Regions from separate parts of the Mus musculus genome. Here region 2 is linked to region 1. A link is a contact called in public HiChIP or PLAC-seq data. All regions are on one chromosome and are shown on one strand. Each heading gives the region's core, a stretch centred on a gene start, on an enhancer-like site or on the middle of the called end of the contact. The rest is flanking DNA. Distances are from core to core; before and after follow the strand shown. Region 1 holds the start of Fam3c (family with sequence similarity 3, member C). Region 2 has its middle 67 kb from the start of Gm38773.

The links. HiChIP or PLAC-seq counts read pairs in DNA pulled down with a chosen protein or histone mark.
Region 2: an H3K27ac HiChIP or PLAC-seq map of microglia shows a contact between it and region 1, with 6 times the contacts expected there. The contact joins the enhancer-like site here to the promoter of Fam3c in region 1. A contact is called at or near these places in 3 of 15 datasets of contacts at CTCF or cohesin (the G1E-ER4 cell line, pro-B cells and thymocytes), 5 of 484 Hi-C or Micro-C datasets (CD4 T cells, LSK cells, bone marrow-derived macrophages and 1 more), 13 of 115 datasets of contacts at active chromatin or transcription factors (the 230-238 cell line, CD8 T cells, the NIH/3T3 cell line and 6 more) and 3 of 9 other capture datasets (adipose tissue, liver and pancreatic islet).

Annotation. Positions count from the first base shown.
Region 1 is chr6:22,354,670-22,357,369 of GRCm38.p6, reverse strand. It overlaps Fam3c (family with sequence similarity 3, member C), which reads left to right and starts at 1,289. Exons shown (of 10, transcript NM_138587.4): 1 at 1,289-1,375.
Region 2 is chr6:22,458,179-22,460,878 of GRCm38.p6, reverse strand. No RefSeq gene overlaps it. Among named protein-coding and RNA genes, the nearest start is that of Gm38773, 67 kb to the right of the region's middle. Within about 2 kb of position 1,263, at least 39 of the 459 cell types and tissues checked have an H3K27ac peak or open chromatin away from gene starts, as enhancers often do. A contact at or near this core is called in the 230-238 cell line, the G1E-ER4 cell line, LSK cells and 3 more, where this site is marked.

The DNA.
Region 1 (2,700 bases), core at 40-2,539:
TTTTGTTTGTTTGTTTGTTTTTTGTTTTGACAAGAGTTGCCTTGGTCATAATGTTTCTTCATAGCAACTAAGTAACAAGGCAAAGGACTAGACAAGTGTTTGAAATTTAGCTCAGATGTTTACTGTCTCTTTCCCTTTCCTGGGGCCTAAGCAACAGAATTCATAGTTTTTATTTTATTTATTTATTTAATAATTTTGCTATACATTAACTTTCTTTAAAAGATTTATTTATTTATTACATGTAAGTACACATTAGCTATCTTCAGACACTCCAGAAGAGTGCTCCAGATCTCGTTACAGATGGTTGTGAGCCAACGTATGGTTGCTGGGATTTGAACTCAGGACCTTCGGAAGAACAGTCAGTGCTCTTAACTGCTGAGCCATCTCTCCAGCCCCCATAGTTCTTTTTAGGTTGTGTGTTTTATGTTTTGGAGGGAATGTTGAAATTTGATGACATAATTGTTATGATTAAACCCTATTACTTCATTAAGTTTAATTTTTGCTACCATAAATTATCCTGATTTCCAAAAAAAGAAGTTAGCAGTTGCAAATTATACAGATATGGATTTGAAACTAAAAATATTGTATTCTTAGATTGTGCATAGTAAAATTTGTGTTAATTTCCCAGTTACTCATAAAATCTTGATAAAAGGTAAACTTCCTAACAGATGAGAAAAACATTCCTCATACTGCTAATAATTTGAAAGAAGAAATTGACATGCAGCATGCAAACAATATTCTTCCCCTTGGATAGATTATTCGGGGTTGCAGAATTCGTTCTGAATCCCCTGTCTAGAGGATTTTTATGATCAGTTTCCTAGCTTGCAGGAGTCAAGTGAAGATTCCCCATGGTCCTAGTCTGAATCAGCTCTAGACTAGGACTGGTCATTTCAAATTGCCTCCTGAAGTACGTTAGGGTCAGGATTGTGTGTGTGTGTGTGTGTGTGTGTGTGTGTGTGTGTGTGTGTGTGACTGAAGGGCGGAGGCGCTGACACATTTTCCTTCCTCCCCGGGTGCCTCTCAGGTCCTGGCTGCGGACGCGGCAGCTCCCACGTGGCAAGTTCACATTGAGTCGCAGACGCGACCCGGGATCTTGGCGGCTGTGGTCCTTCCTCCAGGGACCTCAGCGTCGGCTCGGTCCTCCACCGCCAGGGGGCGTGCGCGGCTCCGCGGTTGCCGGGCTCATTGGCCGCGTCGGGAAGCGTGGGAGGAGGCCTGGGGCGAGCTGGCTTCCTCCTCGGCGCGGGCGGGCGCGCGGCGAAGCCGGAGGAGCCGGGGAAAGCCGAGGCGCGATCGGCGCGCTCGGGAGGAGGCGGCGGCGGTGGCACCTCCCGTCGGCCTCCGACAGGACTGACGGCGGCGCGACCGCAGACGGGTGAGGCTCGGGCTGGCGGCTGGGCTGGGCGCGGCTGGGCGCGTGGAGGCAGGAGCGGACGGAGCACCTCGCCGGCTGCCGGTTGCCTCCTGCCTCGCAGCGCGATGCGGGTCTTGGCTGCAGCGGGGCCCGGCCGTCCGGAGCATCGCGGCCCGCTCAGCGGCGTCTGCCCCGGGCGTTGGGTCGCGAGTGCCACCGGGCTCCGGCTGCACCTGGAAGCGGGTGTTTGCCCCTCGTGGTCGGTATCCTGCAGGTTGAGCGTTCCCAGAGAACTGGATGGGATGGACGGGCGTGCTGGATTCGAACTCTGTGCTGGACCGCCTAGACCCACTCGTAAAGTTTGCATTTCTGCCCAACTGGAGCTGCTTTCTCCTTTTGCAAGTGAACACATAGGTGTTCTATGTCTTTGATGAGTGCTGTTCATTTTATTTTTAGTTTTATTTTCTGCTGCGTTCACAGATGTAGTATGCATGATGGTCAGCGCTCTTATACTTAGTAATGAGTCCCAGATGGACGATTTGAGATCGACACATCTAGCTGTAACTTGCGGGGAGTCATCAGCTTCAATTTACATAGTTAATTCCTATAATATAGAACTACTATCTGATAGAACTTTTGCTTCGTTTCTTCATAGGAAGAAATACATGTATACAAAGTCCCTAATTTGCATCTTTACCGTCTTAGATAGAGTTACCCAGTATTTCCTAGCGCATATTTAGTTTTCACAACTCCTCACACGGGTCCTATTATTACTGCTCAGATTTTACAGATTAGGACACCTATTTCCTGAGAAAGTTTTAAAGTTGGATGGTAATGGCGGATCCCATGGCCTGAGCTTTCCTGGAAGGACCAGTGATAGACTTAAAATTTCCAAGTCTTTGGAAACATTGTTTCTCATACAGTGCCTTAGGGAGCACAGAGAAACCTCCATTACTGAAGAAGTAAAGTTAATAACTTCCCAGATGCCACTCACTAAGAAAAGTAAGTTACTCTCCCTTGCCCTGCTGTCTTACATCCCTGCTGTCTTACATCCTGTTTCTTTCTGGAGGTTGCTCATCTGATGATTTCTCTCCGGCAGTTTGCTAGGTTTTTAGTTTTATGCTAGTGATTAGGTTTGTTTCATAGAATCTTAAGACATGTACTCATTAAAACAACCAGCTGATGACTTCCAGCACGTTACGGCTCGACGCATCAAATTCAAGTCGTTCATCTGTCGTTGCTCATTACTCAGGTATAAGAGCATCATGCAAACTACAGCTGTGAACACAGCAGGAAAAAAAAAAATAGAAAAAAAATATTTCTTCTTTGTAGGAAGAAATTGTAAC
Region 2 (2,700 bases), core at 14-2,513, 100 kb before region 1:
AGAGGAGAGGAGAGGAGAGGAGAGGAGAGGAGAGGAGAGGAGAGGAGCAGGGAACCAGGATTGGGATGTAAAGTGAATAAATAAATTAACGAATGGAAACAATGATCTCACCTTTAAATTTTTATTTATCTATATTTTTCTTCTCCTATTTTACCCCACAGGTCCTTTGCCTATATATTGTGGCTTCCAGTTTAGTGTTTTTATGAGATTGCTGAGTGTGCAATTGAGTGAGTCTCTGTATCTATATCCGTTTCTCGTGCCTTTTCCTGAGCCTCTTTCCTTTCGTTTGTTTGTTTTGTCCTGTTATGATATTTAGTTTTATCTTATTATATTTTACTTTATTATTATCCCTTAGAAGCCTGGTTGCTTTAAAGTGAAAATCAGAAAGGGAGTGGATTGGATGGGAGGAGAAGGGAGGAGCTTCGAAGAGTAGAGGGCAGGGAAACCATAATAGGATATATTGTGTGAAAAATATAGGCTTTTGCATATTACTAAAACTCTTTACATAGTAAAAAATAACTCTCCAATTTCTAATTATTAGAATTTTCCTGTTTATAATCATCTGAACTTAGGGCTGGTTTTTCATTGTAGTAGAAGAGCTGAATTTGTGTGTGTGTGTGTGTGTGTGTGTGTGTGTGTGTGTGTGTGTGTGTGTGTTTTGCACATGAGTAACAGGAATAAGGCTTTAGCTGGCTGTATATTCTCTAGTATGTGGTATTTTGAGCCATAGAAATGACCACATTTTTATGAGTACAATTCTGACTTCAACTGAACAAATCTGCCGTCTTGTTCTTTAAAATAGTTGAACATAAATACAACCTTAATCTTTCTTATTCTTCTTCTTTAAGGAGCCTTGCATGGAGCAAAATGATTCTTAGAAGTATGGGGGTAACAGGAAATTCTTCCTCCCCTTTCTAAAGATTGGTGTCTACAAATCTTCTGAACTAAATTTGCAATAGACATATTAGTAGGAGGAAAGGCACAGGAACTTCTTTACTTGTGTGGGGGCATTTGATAACACAGCAATATGCAAATATCCACATACTCTTCTGCATAGGGAGAAGAAAATGGGGTTGAAGGCAGTTTGTGGGTATTCAGTGATGTTTATGAAAGATGAGCAGCTCTGGAGATTTTTGTTGGTCTTCCAGAAAGTTCTCTGGGTGTGGTATTTGGCTTTCAGTCGTCTCTTCTTGGTATGCGTCCAGTCCTGCTTGGAAAATGAAACCTCAGTTAAAGAACTGAAGGCAGTTTGTTCCCTTTTTCAGCAGGTCTGCCTTTACGCAGATAAGTCGACTTCAAGAACAAGCGTTTCCCTGAGTGACCGGATGGGTGGGTTGAAAAGGGCGAAGTCATAGCCATCTTGGTTCAGAAACAGCTTTTTTGGTTTTCAGACTTCCTTTACTTCAAAGTACTTGGCTTTCTTAAACACTATTTAGGGTATGGCTTTCTATGCCCTCAACACACAGCAACCACTGGAAGGAAGATGGAGGGTCTGTGGCAAAAATTCCCACTTAACTAGTCCTAATGCTCTTTTAGACATGTTCTGTCAGGCAACTGGGCTCTTTGAGTCCATCCAAGCAGTGATTAGGAGGCTCTGGGGTCCCACTGCCAGCCCAAATCCCTGACCTGGCAATTCGTCTCCTGTCTGGTCTTCATCTGCAAATTAAGGATAATAGCAGTATCTACTTTGTAGACTCTTTGAAGATTTAACCAACAAATACACTTTTAAAAATATTTGGTGCACAGTAAGACAAAGTTTTTACCGCTTTTCTCCCCTTCTTTCTCTCTTTCCTTCTTTCTCTCTCTCTTTCTTTCCTTCTCTCTCTCTCTCTCTCTCTCTCTCTCTCTTTCTTTCTTACTTTTTTAGGTTGAATCACAAATGTGACAATTGTTTAATTGCTATTTTACAAGTATTCAGCTTTGTCCCTTAAAGTAATTGTCCTCCATCAAAGGAAAAAAAAGTAGAGTTTGTGACCTAACTGTGGAAACGTGTAAACACAACGTCAGACTAATTAAGACCCATGCATTTCCATTACCCTCAGAAAAATAAGATGAGGCATGAAATACAATTGAAAATAGTTTAAAGTTACATGTGAGATTTATTAACTATAACATGTCTGGTACCTGAAAGACAGAACCGGGTACTAGAAACTGTGTTATTTAAACCGACCTCCTCCCACTAGTTATGTTCCAAAACACTGAGCAGGATTTGAATCAACATATTTTCTATGAAATTGTTAAGAACAAAATGGAGAAGATATTCCTTTCTTGATCTGGAGGCACGGTGTTTGTGGTTTTCATTCTGTGTGCTTCAGTCCATTGTCCGAGGCTTCATCCTGAATTACCCAAAAACATTATCTCCTTGAGTCATCAATACTAAGAGAGAATGGCAAGTGTGCACTGTTTCCTTTGCTAGAATTCTCTTCCTCTAGCTCCATGCATCCCCATAGTCAATGTCATCTCAGAACTAGGCTCTCGGGGATCCCTGCTCCAATCTTTTAAACCAATTTTCTAGATTTTAGTTTTACTCATAGTTCTTAAAAGTTCCCAGGCTGAGACTGGAGAGATGGCTCAGCAGTTAAGAGCACTAACTGCTCTTCCAGAGGTACTGAGTTCAGTTCCCAGCAACCACATGTGTTCTGATGCCCTCTTCTGGTATGTCTGAAGACAGTGACAGTGTACTCACATATATAAAATAAA